Linked DNA regions of Mus musculus: regions 1, 3 and 4 are each linked to region 2. A link is a contact called in public Hi-C and promoter capture Hi-C data. All regions are on one chromosome and are shown on one strand. Each heading gives the region's core, a stretch centred on a gene start, on an enhancer-like site or on the middle of the called end of the contact. The rest is flanking DNA. Distances are from core to core; before and after follow the strand shown.

Evidence for each region. Promoter capture Hi-C pulls out the DNA fragments that hold promoters and counts their contacts. Hi-C and Micro-C count contacts between places; a contact is called where the count stands out from the background.
Region 1: a contact with region 2 is called in a promoter capture Hi-C map of liver, with 2.1 times the contacts expected there. The contact joins the enhancer-like site here to the promoter of Ftcd in region 2. A contact is called at or near these places in 8 of 39 promoter capture datasets (the HPC-7 cell line, embryonic stem cells, hematopoietic stem and progenitor cells and 3 more).
Region 3: a Hi-C map of liver shows a contact between it and region 2, with 4 times the contacts expected there. The contact joins the promoter of Gstt3 here to the promoter of Ftcd in region 2. A contact is called at or near these places in 2 of 39 promoter capture datasets (both in liver) and 1 of 484 Hi-C or Micro-C datasets (liver).
Region 4: a promoter capture Hi-C map of liver shows a contact between it and region 2, with 4 times the contacts expected there. The contact joins the promoter of Gstt1 here to the promoter of Ftcd in region 2.

The regions. Positions count from the first base shown.
Region 1 is chr10:77,439,146-77,442,640 of GRCm38.p6, forward strand. No RefSeq gene overlaps it. Among named protein-coding and RNA genes, the nearest start is that of Gm51791, 8.6 kb to the left of the region's middle. Within about 2 kb of position 2,161, at least 43 of the 459 cell types and tissues checked have an H3K27ac peak or open chromatin away from gene starts, as enhancers often do. A contact at or near this core is called in liver, where this site is marked.
Region 2 is chr10:76,573,634-76,577,042 of GRCm38.p6, forward strand. Ftcd (formiminotransferase cyclodeaminase) reads left to right here and starts at 2,015. Exons shown (of 14, transcript NM_080845.2): 1 at 2,015-2,126; 2 at 2,868-3,051. The coding sequence starts at 2,073.
Region 3 is chr10:75,779,899-75,783,419 of GRCm38.p6, forward strand. Gstt3 (glutathione S-transferase, theta 3) reads right to left here and starts at 1,516. Exons shown (of 5, transcript NM_133994.3): 1 at 949-1,516. The coding sequence starts at 1,060.
Region 4 is chr10:75,797,130-75,800,651 of GRCm38.p6, forward strand. Gstt1 (glutathione S-transferase, theta 1) reads right to left here and starts at 1,455. Exons shown (of 5, transcript NM_008185.3): 1 at 1,256-1,455; 2 at 1. The coding sequence starts at 1,367.

The sequences.
Region 1 (3,495 bases), core at 911-3,410, 870 kb after region 2:
CTGCAGAGCCAAGTTGGCATCCAAAGGGCATCTGTACACTTAGTAGTCTCTGGAGGCCTTCTGTTTCCTTCTAGGCTTCTCCTTTCTCAGAACAGAACCTTGTCAATCATTTTCCCACCAGGAGGACCAGGAAGTTGCCAGTCCAAGGCGTTGCTCACCCCACAACTTGAGATGCTGTTCAAGGGTTAGGTCTCGGAGGAACACTGGTTATCAAAGGGCAATCGGCATGTGCTATTGTATTTGAGTGGTGTCTTGTCAAAGCCTAATGGACCTAATGAGTTGGAGAACTTATAAAACACTAACTCTTGATTATATGCAATTAATCAGCCGCATGGCTCCTTAGAGCTCAGGTTACATCCCACTTAATGACACTTGGGTCCCACTCACTCTGCCAGAGGTTGCAGTAAGAACTTCATGTGGCTTCATGCACTAACCACTCAAAATTGCCCTCAGAAGTCAGCAGTATGGAGGTCATTCTTACCAGTGAGAAGGTTTACAGATGAAGAAGGTGTTGTAGCTATGGATGGTTGGGCCAAGGCCAGCCTCACACTTGTGGTACTAACAGGCACACACAAACCACACCTAGGCTATTCTTCACACAGCAAAGCATGTCTGCTCTCCCTGAAGCCTGACTTGAGAAAGTCATTTGCATGCACCCCCACCTGCTATGAGGGTCCCCTCCCACCAGGAAGGAACCCTGCCTTTTACAGAACAGCATAAGAAAGCTAACACAGAGGTGTGAGCATGCAGGGATGTGACACCCTGACCATAAGCACCGGGGACAAAGACACAGGTCACAATGGAAGGAAAGGCACAAATGAACAAGATGGAATAACAAGCAGAGGGGCATGCACAAGTGCACACACACATGTGCATGTGTGATAGAGAACAGTGTATGTATGTATGTGTATATGCATGTGTGGTAAGGAACTGTGTGTGTGTGCATGAACATGTATGTATGCGTGAGTGGTGGGGAACTGTATGTGTTCATGTGTGTGTACGTGTGTGTGTGTGTGTGAATATTTGCAGCAGGTGTGAGAAATAAAGGGTAGAGATGTGGGAAACAAAGGGTTAATGTCTTGACTAGCTTTGAGAGCAATCAAGTCAGCAATACTGCAAATAAATATATTATAATACAAAAACAGAGAAACAAAAACTAGAAAGACCATCATTCCAGTGGGGAGTGGAGGACATGGGTCTTGTCCTTTGTTCCCGCAGCTTAGGAAGTACCCTGAGACTGTAACCCGAGATGCACACCTCCCCCCAAAAAATACATTGGCAATGCTGTTTTCATGACCCAAGTCTGAAGACCTAAGTTGTCAGCAACAAAGTATTACTTAAGGACAGCCACGTGCTCTGGCCAGGGTGCTCTGTGCAACTCAGGGAAAGACTCCAGGAAACCGACACTTAGCAGAAACCTGCTAACAGCATAGCAGTTGTGTGCAGTGGGAAGTGCCATCCATGAGGCGAGGTTGTACCCAGGGTCCAGGGCGCCAGCTTGGGGCCCCTTATGAGCACAGATCTATGAACAGTTACTTGTGCAGTAGGGTAGAGTCACTTTCGTTTTGCTCATTAATTTTATTTTCCCATAGTAAGTATGTAAAGCATATGCCAAAAGGGATTTTTAAAAAATTTCTGCAATATGAGCAGAATTCTATCCCACATCTTTGCTCAGCCACTAGGACAGCTAACCCCCAGAGTCTTGCCTCATGGCTGCTCCTGACTCTGTTGCAGTGCGGGAGGGGGTACGGAGGAGTTTACTCTCAACTCTGGGCTCTTTGCTGAACACATCTGACTGAGTCTGAGCTTAACCTCTCTGAGCACTTGCCATGTATTTTGACATCCCAGGACAGAATGTTCTGTAACCACGGTGGCAGGTCTGGCACAGGCACTCCAGTCTCGATCCCAGGATGGACAAAAAAACATAGTATATCTGAGAAGCGCTTGACCAGAGCCGCGTGCATCAATGGCTGCTGGGAAAGCAGCCGTAATGACAGGGTGTTTGGAACAAATACCACGCCAAAGCCCAGTGTCCGGGAATAACACTTCTCTAGCCGCTCTGGCCACAAAACTGAAGCGGCGCTCACTCTGCACTGTTTAAGGACAGAGGCTGAGAAGGGCAATCCCAGTTTGCTGGGTGTGTTAGGGGAGGGTGTTAAAACAAATACACACAAAAATGCACCATGGCTGGAGCCCAGAGGACTATGCTCACTGCAGAGTCGAATCAATGCACAGGGGAGGGAGGCAAGAACCCAGGCACTTGAGGCTTAGTTGGTTTTGCCCACTAATGGCTAGGGCTTCCAGCTGTTGCAAGCCTGCTACCAGGGGGCGGAGCAGGATGCTGTGAGCCCTTCTGGAGTCAACTGCTCTCCTACTCAAGGTCTGCTGGCTGATCGCTGGACACAGCCCACAGCTGGCTCAAGAACAACAAGCCTCCCTGACCTCGGGACATCAGCAAGCCTTAACAGTGCTCCAGAGACTCAGCACCTGAGGCGCCTCAGTAGCTTCCAGGACAGAGTGTCTCTCTTTGAACTTGGCAAAGCCACAAGAGCTAAGTTCACCCAGTGGCTCCCAAAGCTTCACACTGCCACACACGTGTATATGAGGTATTTCCGGATCCATAACCTGACCTTTATCAGCCGTTTTGCTTTTCCATGAGCATGTATAGGTTGTTGTTGTTGTTGTTGTTTTTAGCAATAGAGAAACTTGAAAGAAAATAAGGAAATTAAACCTCTGAGTCTCCAAAGTGAAGCCAGACACCCCACCCACTAAAGGTCAACCAGAGAATGTGTTAGCAGGTGTCAATGACAACTGGAGTTCGTGCCAGCCTTCAACACCCCTCAGCTGAGGGAGCCCAGTCAGCCGGCTAGTCAAAAACAGATTTGCAGCTCAAGGTTCTGCCTAGCTCATGATCCTTCTCTAAAACAACTGCCCCTCAACCCCTCTATTCAGATGCTCTGAGCTTGCCTGCCCTCTTCCTGACTGAAAACCAAAGTCTGATCCCACCAAAGTCCAACTCGGGAGCCCATGAGTTTATTGGACTTGGTTACAAAGCAAGGGTAAGGGGTTACTTACAGGAGCATGGGTGACCCCCCAAAAGGGCTGTACCCCCAGAAAGTCTCTCCCAGCATGGAAGACTTCCCCACAGCTGTAGAGGTGAAGTCCGTTGTTAAACCCCACTCCCTCCCAGTTAACCTTCTCCAACCTTATGTACTTCAGTTCCTCCTGGAGGCCCCATGCAGTTCAGGCAGAACTGTACACAAGACTCAGGCCAGCTGGAAGCTCAGCTGAGAGTCCAATGGACCACACTCCCTGCCACCTCCTCTGAGGGAATGTAATAGTTAACAGATGCTTGGAATGGTTGTGTGCACACAGACACAGCCGATTGGTTGGTGAGGGGGCTGTCTTGCCCACAGGGAGGCGCTCTACCATGGTGTTGGAGCAGCCAACACCATCAGCGCTGCCCTGATCCAGGGTGCCTACCATTTTGCCATT
Region 2 (3,409 bases), core at 765-3,264:
CAAACATTAACATCATACATTAACACTCCTCCCAATGCCACACACGCTAACACTAACACTGCACACATACTAATAATACAACAACATATACATTATGCTGGTTAGTTTTTATTATTGCCTTGGCATAACCTAAAGTCCCCTTGGAAAAGAGAACCTCAATTGAGTGATTGTCCAGATCAGATTGGTTTGTGGCCATGTCTGTGGGGAATTGTCTTAAGTTTGTTTTTTTAGATTTATGTGTGTGCCTATTTTGCCTGTATGTACGTATGTGGGCCATATGCATGCCTGCACCCACAGAGGCCAGGAAAGGGTGTCAGATCCTCTGGAACTAGAGTTACAGATGGTTGTAAGCTGCCGTGTGGGTGTTGAGAATTGAACCCTCTTAACTATTTGAGCCATTTCTCCAGCGCCAGGAATTGGCTTGATTTTATTGATTGCTGTAGGAGGGCTCAGTCTATTACAGATAGAACTATTCCCAATGGATTGGGATCTACAAGTATAAGATCAAATAAACCCTTTCCTTCCCCAGGTTGCTTTTGGTAAGAGCTTTTTATCATAACAACAGAACAGCAAGGACGCATACACATCATAGGTTTGTCCACATCAGCATCCATCTTTCCTACATTATGGTTGATGCACACATTAACATCCATCCACTTGCAAATGCCAGCATCCATACACATGCCATCAGCCCCACAGTGCATATAGTCTAACATCTACTTATATATGTGTGGGGTGGTGGGCTATGCACAGATAACCTGGTCCCCAGTTGAGCATAGGTCTGGAACCCCGGAGCCCCAGAGGGCGGAGATTTCCACCTGCATGGGATGGCAGGAGTTCGGCCATGCCTCCTGGGCACCTGGCTCCTGTCATGTAGCTACAGCCTCCCACAGCCCCCTGCAGAGAGGTATGGGCATCCATCAAGTAGTAGCTGCACCAAGCCCTCCCACATGCAAATAAGGTTTCCCCAAACTCTCAGTCCAAGCCAATGAGAAGTACCTGCTGTCAAAACCCCAAATCATCCCCAAAACTGTATATAAGTCCGTTCCAGGGAATAAAGATGTGCGAGAACTACTCCGCCACCCGAGCCTTTGTCCTAAGAGCTGTAACACTTGGCGAGAGATCTGTTCTCCTGAAGAGCCACCTGAGGCCCTGCCACACTCCTCACTGGCTAGTCAGCTTCTTGTCTGCCCAGCCCGACCCGACTTAGTGCAGGGCGGCATGGAATTACAGCATGGCAGAGACGGAGGTGGAGCTGATTGACCGACAGTGCAGCAGAAGCGGGCAAGTGACTTCCCCTCCCTGCCTGCATTCGCTTCCCTTCGCAGGAAACCTCGCACCAGGCCTGGCCAGAGATCTCCGTGGAAAACCTCAGGCCCACATATATACACATTAGCACCCTCATGTGTATTCACACCAACCCCTACATATTCCCATATGCCCTTGTATACACTCACGTACACATACACACACTCACCTACTCAGTTCACCCATATGTACATCTAACCCATGAACTGTACACACAAACACTCATACATAAATCCCCATGGTCAAACACATTCTTGCTCCCACCCCATGCTCTCTCCTGCCTCTCTGAGCTAAGCCGACTTCTGGGGAGGACCAGGCTTTATGCTGGGCTTCACACATGGCTTCTCCTCCCCCACCTCCCTGAGGACCAGGCCCGACATGAAGAGTTACTAAGCCAGAAGTCCCATGGGGCCTCTTCCAGAAAGGCCACACTCTGAGGGCAATACAGGGTCACCTGGATGGTCAAGAGGCAACCCTGGCCCAAGCTGGGCCTTGAGCTCAAGTTGGCTTGATGCCCTAGCCTGAACTTTGTCCCTCTAGGCCTCCTGGGGTCCTCGGCCTGTGCCCCTCTGACGCTGTTCATGTGCTTTTTGTCAAGCTCATCCCAGAGAGCACCCCTGCATTCTTCAGCTCCCATCGCACTGTCCCTGGTTAATAAGAAACTAACTGTGGGGAGGTATAAAGGCCCCAGGGCCATCAGAGAGTTGTCACTCTGTGTCCCTCTACAGCCTCTTGAGAGGAACCTCTGGACTCAGGTGCTGGCCATGTCTCAGTTGGTGGAATGTGTCCCCAACTTCTCAGAGGGGAACAACCAGGAGGTGAGGTTCCTTCCAGGGCTGTGTGGGTGCTCTGGTCCCAGGAAGGGAGTGAGTTTGGTGTGGGAGAAGATTGCCTTCCCAGAACAGGCAGGGCCACAGCCCTGTTGGATCCCTCTCAGGAACCATTTCTGTCAGCTCTGGAACACTCTGGAGGAATGGCAGGGGGCCTGGGGATTTTGGAGTGCTCCTGGTAGGGGCCTAGTGAATCCTTTGACTGCAGTGTTCCTACCTGAAAACGAAGTACCCTGAATAGAGAGATGCAGAGGGCAGAGGTCACAGGAAAGGTCACCCCCCACATATATATTAACTCCTTCCTCACCCCTGAAGCCTTGAGAGGCAGGCACTATTATCAACCCCCTTACATGATGGAAAAACTGAGGCACAGAGCAGTCCTCATGATAGGGTTTGGGCTCTGGGCCCCAGTTTTGACCTCTCATATTAGCAGACTGTCCCTACCCTGGCTGTCCCCACCAGAAGGATGTGACTCCGTCCACCTTCTCTGAGTATCTGGGTGTTGGCAAAAGGCCCATTATTTATTTTTTTGGGCCAACCTCAACCTGGGGTGATCATGGCCACTCCCATGGGGGGCCTTCCTTGTTGTGCCATGTGGGTTCTTGGACTGAATGAAGGTCAGCTCTTTGGGGGAACTGGCCAAACTACCTGCTTGAGATCACACGCGGGTGTGGGTTTACAGCCTTTCCAAGTGGGGACTGAGGCACGGTGTCGGGCCTCTCTCTCCAGGTGATTGATGCCATCTCTCGAGCCATCTCCCAGACCCCAGGCTGTGTGCTGTTGGACGTCGATGCCGGACCCTCCACCAACCGCACTGTCTACACTTTCGTGGGGCAGCCAGAGTGTGTCGTAGAGGGGGCCCTCCATGCTGCGCGTACGGCCTCACAGCTCATCGACATGAGCAAGCACAAGGGTGAGGCAGCTCAGGCTGAGCCCGGGCTCTTGTGGTTCAGCTTCCAGGCTGAGCTGGTGACAAGGCGTTCTGGTTGAGGGGCAGGCCCAGGGCATGCATGGCCATGCGGTGTAAGTCAAGCGTGGCCTTGGTATCTATTCCCAGGAACAGGTTGGGGGGAAGGCAGGGAGACAGCCTTAGGACATAGGCTATGGAGATCAGCTGCCCTCTAGAGTGGCTACCTCTCTTTTTGGATCCAGTGGTTCTATGATCATCTACAGGGGCTCCTCATCCCAAGGTCTTGACTAGACTAAGGCCTGGGGGAGCCAGAAGAGGACAAAGAGCTGGGAAGCAAATGTGTCAACTGCCTCTAAAGCAA
Region 3 (3,521 bases), core at 266-2,765, 790 kb before region 2:
TCCTTTCACTCAACCCTCAAGCTGATTGGCAACTTTTATAGAGTTAACATCTAGAAGCAGGTGTGTTTGTGTGTGATCTGGGGGAGGAGGGGAGGAGAGGGGGGGTGAAGCGGGTCTGGCAAGCCTGTAATTCAGCTTCTTGGGAAACTCAACCAGTTCAATGTTTCACTGGGCTAACTGAGAGCGCAACACCGGGACTCACTTGCACCCCTCGCCTGACTGCCAACGGCTGCATAAGTTCAGCAGGCTGCAGACTTCCGGGCCAGCCAGCAAAGCCCACCTTTAAGCACCTGCATGGTATGAAGTTGTAAGAGGATGCTGTTGTTCTTACTGCGACTCTTTCTCAAAATGACAAGTAGAAAGAGCTTTGGGAGCATGGCTCGGTGGTGGCATATATAATAGATATCCTGGTTCGGTCCCCAGTAAAATACACACACACACACACACACACACACACACACACACACACACACAACTAATGGCACGCAAGCCTGGACACTGGAGGGGACTTGCTCTGGTGGACAGGAAACACACAAGAGTCTTGAGTGAAAGATCACCCACCCAAGCAAAACAACCCTTTTCTAGCCCAGCATGCAGAAATGCAAGACGAGGTTCCCTCATTTAGGAAAGGAGTTAGTTCAACTTTTTTTTTTCTCTCCAAAGTCTTTAAGAAGGATCACCATTCTTAAATCTCCAAAGGTGAGATTTTCAAGCCCAGCTCCCCTCCTCTCGCCGTAGCTTCCAGGGCGCCTTTGCATCCGGTATTGGGACTGATGTTATTCACTAGGAAAAGGTCCTTTAAAAATTCACAGCTGATAACTGATACAACTGCTTTCTCACGGGAGCGGCTTTTGCACACCTGGCCTGGCCAGTCACCCACCCGCTGCAGAGGTGGGAGGTGCTCCGTACAGAAGGCTGCACACTTCCCAGCCTGCCAACTGAGCCCACCTTTAAGCAGCTCTATGGTACGCAGCTGGAAGGGGATGCCGTTCTTCTTGGCGAAGATGTAGACAGCACGGCAGGGTTGGGACATCAGGTCCAGGTAGAGCTCCAGACCCATGGCGGAGGCTGTGGGAGTAGCCGCTGGCAGACCTCGGGAACTAGCCTCGGGTGAACTGCCTCTGGGGACAGAAGCCGGAGCAGCCGCAACGGCGAGCAGGAACGGCTGGGTCCCAGCTCCTCAAGTGCCTCTTAGCCTCGATCGGAGCTCGATCCCAATCTTCCTTCCCATTGGATGACCACAAGAACTTTGGGCCAATCAGTGCCGGACTGCAAGTTAACCCCCGAAACAGATGAACCTGAACTATGAGCCCGAGTCTTGGTTTGGAGCCAAACTGGCCCCTGTACCTCCGTGCTTCAGCCAAATGAGGAACGGAACCCAGTAAAGGAAAAACTGACACAACCGGCGTCTCTATTGGTGAATTTAGGGGCAGATTAGCCGTGCTAACTGCCCTCAAATTCACTTTCTTTCCCTCCACTCACAAAAAAGGTTGAGGGAGGAGTGGCTTCGGAGATCCTTGACACAGAAAGGAAGAAGGAAGTGAGACTACCAATCCCATCCAGTTCCTTGGGCCCAGGACTCAGGTTGGTTGTAATGAGTGGCCAAGTATGTAAATGCTAGGTCCACACCCCGTGAGGGAAATGATCAGGCCTCCTTATTCTTATTTATTTCACCCCAGCTAATCCCTCTAGCAGGAGGGAGGATTGAAGACATGCCTAGGATTGGATAAAACTTCTCCGCCTAATGCAAAAAAAAAAAAAAAAAAAGAAAAAGAAAAAGAAAAAAAAGAAAAGGAATCTTCAGTGGCAGCCAGGGGCACCTAAGTCCTATATGACATCATCATTTCCCCAAATCTCCAAATGATGGGGGAAAACCAACTAACCACCACCACCACCAACAACAACAACAACTACAACAACAACAACTACTACTACTACAAGGGCTGGAGAGATGGCTCAGCAGTTAAGAGCATTGACTGCTCCTCCAGAGGTCCTGAACCATCTGTAATGGGATCTGACATCCTCTGCCAGTGTGTCTGAAGAGAGTGACAATGTATTCATAGACATAAACAAATAATTCTTTAAAAAAAAAAGTGTCTTGGCACCACAGATTATTGGGAAACTTGAGAATGGCTTTGTCTTCCTGGTTCCAGACATTTTTTTTTTAATTCTTTAATTCCTTTTTACAGTTCAGTCTTCATCCCCCTCCAGGTCACTACCACCACCCCCATCTCCTGTCTCCTCTACCCCTCCTCTCCAAGAGGATGTCCCCACCCCACCCCCACCTCACCAGACCTCCTCACTCCCTGGGGCCTCAAGTCTCTCACTGAGGCCAGACCAGGCATTCCTCTGTTGTATATGTGTCAGGGGCCTCGAACCAGCTAGTGTATGCTGCCTGGTTGGTGGCTCAGTGTCTGAGAGATCTCAGAGGTCCAGGTCAGTTGAGACTGCCAGTCTTCCCATGGGGCTGCCCCTCCTCCTTAGCTTCTTCCAGCTTTTCCCCAATTCACAGGGGGGCCGAAGCTTCTGTCCATTGGTTGGGTGCTTGTGTCTGCATCTGACTTTCAGCTGCTTGTCGGGCCTCTCAGAGGGCAGTCATGCTAGGCTCCTGTCTGTAAGCACACCATAGCATCAGTAATAATGTCAGGCCCTGGGGCCTCTCCTTGAGCTGGATCCCAAGTTGGGCCTGTCACTGGACACCCTTTCTCTCAGGCTCTTCTCCATTTTTGTCCCTGCAGTTCCTTCAGACTGCAAGAATTCTGAGTCAGAACTTTTGACTGGGATGGGAATCCCATCCCTCCACTTAATGTCCTGTCCTGACTACAAGCTTCCCTCCCCACTGTAGAGCCCTTCATCCAAAGTCTCTCCCTTTTGAGTCCTGAGAGTCTCTCACCTCCCAGGTCCCCAGTTCATTCTAGAGTGTTCCCCCCACTTCCTACCTCCCGACCAGACGTTCTCTCTAAGGAATACCTATCCCCCTCGTTTAGTGTCTGTTTGCCATAGTGGAAGCTGACCTCTCTAAACTGGAAGGGAGAGGCCCCTTCATTTCCCCACCTCTTCCCTTTGGTGTGTAACGGGTCTCCACAAGTCACCTTTGTTTACCTCTCCCCGTCCCCACTCCCAACTACAGCAACATCCAATCTTTCAGCTTCCTTCCTGGCTGCCTTCCAGTCCACTCCCTCACCCCCAACTAGAATACTATCCCAGAACACAACTGAGCCCTTCATTCCTTTTTTTTTTTTTTTTTTTTTTTTTTTTTTTTGTAACTCCCTGAGACAGGGTTTCTCTGTAGACCAGACTGGCCTTGAACTCAGAAATCTGCTTGCCTCTGCCTCCCAAGTGCTGGGACTAAAGACATGCGCCACCACTGCCTGGCAAGCCCTTCATTCCTAGTCACAGTTTGTACCCAAGAGTTTTGAGCATGACCTCTGACCAGGTATTTCCTCCTCTTGACCAATTCTGTAGGTCAGGAAGGTTTGATGATCCTATGAAGGGACAATGTTCAAGAGGCTGGTCCGGCC
Region 4 (3,522 bases), core at 205-2,704, 780 kb before region 2:
CCTGCAGATAGTCCAGCATGAGGGAGGAGAACACTGGGGGTCTCTGATAGCCTGGGCCAAGGTCCCAGGAGGCTGAACACTAAATTCATGGTTCTTCTTGGGACTGGGCTATTCCCTAAATGGGGTGCGCAGGCAGGGCTCCTGTGAGAGAAGAGGGGGTGGCCCCTTGCCCTTGATACAAAATAGGTATCATACGCTTGACAGGTCCTTGTGGGACTTGCCCGCTAGCAGCCCTTTCTGGTCTGGATTGGTTTTCTTCCTGTTGATGCACTCCAGGTAAGTTTCTAAGTTTGCCTCCTTGCGCTCAGCCCCACAGTCCTCAGTGGCTCCCATTGCCCCGGATCAAGTGGGGGATTCTCACTCTCCCTTCGTTTCCTAGTGGAACCTGTCTCCCTCGACAGGCTTATTTTTAACAGCCTACTTGAACATCTTTTTATCAGTTCCCCCCCCCCCCCGTCCTCACCCCACCCCCACCGGGCCACCCCCTCCCCCACCGGCCTACACCATACTCTGCAAGGGCAGAACCTGTGGGGGGTTAAGTACACTGTACCTAGAGGTGACAGTGAAGAGAGACGTGAGGTTTCAGACAGAGCGGGACAAGCAGTGAGACAGTATGGAGACGGCCACAGCCCATTATGCAACACTTTCATTTTGCTACAACCCTGTCTTGCCAGAGCGCAGGGCTCTCTCAGCGGCCAGCAGGGAGGAGGCTCCAAGTTCCTGGCATACCCCCATGCAGCAGCCTCTCTCTCTTCGCAGCACAAAGAGAGGCAGAGAGAAAGGGAAAACAGAAAGTCAAGAAAAGGAACGACAAAAAGGAATTCCAATAGACCAGGTTGGCGGAGAGAGCCTGTTGCAAAGGCAAGGTACTTGCAGGGATGGCTCTGTGTAGTACTGCCCATCTCAGCACTGGGGGAAACGATCCGAGGAGTGACTGCCCAGATCTCCACATTTGTTCTCCTAGCTATGCCCTACACCCACTACTCTTCTGGAGGTCCCTGTAGCTAGGTCCAAACTGCTTGCCCGTTTCTGTTGCTAGGTCTGCACACTATTCAGTTTCAGCAGGTCCTGGCCGGCGTCTATTCCACAAACAGCAGAGTTGGCGGGAGTCCTGAACCCTGGTTCTCTCTGGTGTCTTTCTATTGTGGTCTCTAAACCAGAAAAAGCCTGGGAAGGGGAGAGTACAGAGAGAGATCCCCTAAGTCCGTCTTGCCTCCCCTGTTTCTCAGATCCCCAAAGCCGTAGCCCTGCCCACCCTTGCGCAGCTCCACCGTGTGCATCTGGAACGGGATATTGTTCTTCTTGGCGAAGATATAAATGGCGCGACAGGGCTGCGACAGCAGATCCAGGTACAGCTCCAGAACCATGGCATAGGCGGCGGGAACCACTTCTGTAACTGGCCAGACTATCAAAAAGTCCAGGCTGGCTAGTAGGGATCCCTATCAAGCCAAGTGTGGCCACGCCCCCACTGGGCGGATACCGCAGCCTGGCCCTTCTTTCTAAAGGGGGAGCTAGCTTGTGTTCCAAGAGCCCTGCAACTGGAATCTAGCACGGAATGAGCCAGAGGACACAACTGGTCTCCTCTGAGTGGGCAGAGGAGGTGTTAGAGGGCCTGGCTGCTAGTCCTCTTGTGGCCGGTTTAGTTGAAAGCAGAATGTCTTCAAAGGTATACCCACCCTATCTAGTGTGTTGTTAGAATTCCCAATCGTCCCCACTTCCCAGATGGGAAAACTAAGGTATTCCTCCGGGACCTACAAGCCAAAGATATGGACCAGCACCACCAGCAAGAAGCAAAGGATGCTGTGGGCCTTTGATGTCACTCGCATCTCAGCTCTGTCATTTGACAAGGTTGGCCTTCCTGTACCTGAGAGCATTAGCTTCTCCATCCTCTGACATTTTAGCTCCCTTTGGACTGTGATAGAGAAGTACCTTAGATGTAATTTTTGAACAGAAATGTACCATTAGTCCCAGGCCAAGGTTCCCGCAGTTTCCATATCTGATGAAGGTTATAAGGTTGTAAGGTGGGAAGTTCCTTGCTGTTTATACACATAGTGAAAGAAACGTGTAGATCCCTTTCATGAAAGGTTGAGTCCAGCCGGAAGTGGTGGCCCACGCCTTTAATCCCAGCACTTGGGAGGCAGAGGCAAGCAGATTTCTGAGTTCGAGGCCAGCCTGGTCTACAAAGTGAGCTCCAGAACAGCCAGGGCTACACAGAGAAACCCTGTCTCGAAAAAACAAAAAATAAATAAATAATAAATAAAAAATTGTCCTTATGATTCTGACAACTTTGTCCCTGAGCTTAATATTGAAACTGAGGGCCCCAAGACTGAGTGCCGATTTTTCCAGATATCATATGCCTCTTCATGGAGTCTGCCACGATTCCTGTTGGAGAAGCCTGTTATTAAGGTCCTCCATGTCCCCGGATAGCTCTCCAAGCTTGGTGCAAAATGGAGGACTCCGTTTCTCAGTGGGGTTTCCCTTTCTTTCTATGGCCTTGGTTGGGAGTATCTGAGCACAGATGCCCTACCTTGTTTGGAGGATGACCCTGTGCAGAGCTCTCTGCGAGGGCTATGTGACTCAGCACACAAGTCCCGCTCTGCTTCCTGCCCATATGATAATTAGGTGCTGTGCTCTGACCAATTAGCCCTCTCTACCTATACTCATAAGATCCCTTATGTACCCTACCCCTGAAACAACAGAGTTGTCTGGAGGTTGCTGACTCCTGGAAGTTCTTTTGTCATAATCACAGCTTGATAAATCCGTTTCCTCAGCCCTGATAGGCAGTCTATTTTGGTTGAATGAGGCTTGCTCTGGTGACCCAGTAGAAAACTCTACAAGGGATGGAACACCAAGCCGTGTTCCCAGAGACAGGTGCCTCAAACCACAGAATCCCCAACTCCATAATTCTGTGGCTATAAGTCGCACAGACAATGTCCCAAGCTTCAGGCATTCTGGCTAGACTCCACCCTCACGGTTACCTGATTATAGCCAGGTATGCTCCTCCCCATAGTTACCTGATAGCCCAGCCCACTATAAAAGGAGCTGCTTGGCCCCTGCTCACTCTCTTTAAGCTCTCACCTTTCTTACTCTCTAGCCCTCCTTCTCTCTTTCCCTTTCCCCCTCTCTCCACATGGCCATGGCTGGCCTCTCTCTCTTTCTACCTTCTCTCTCCCTGCCTTTCTACAATAAAGCTCTAAAACCACAGACTGCCTCTGTTCATCAAGGCCACCATGCTTAAATGATGGGATAGGTTTTCCCCTAATGAGCTGTGTCTAACCTCTCGCCAGAAGACTGCGCTCCAGCCACAGACCGGACCAAGGGCTCTCTCCAGAGTAGGAACCATCCAGCGCCCCCCCTCCCTCTGCCCTCTCCTCCCTTCAGCCCCAGGGCTGACTGAGCCGCTCCCTGGACCCCCATTCTGTTCTCATCTCTTTTGCAGTGTCCAGCAGTATCTGGGATGCCCGAGGCTGAGAACCTGGTACCCCAGTGGTCCAGTGGGTTCACACAGCCAGACACCCACCA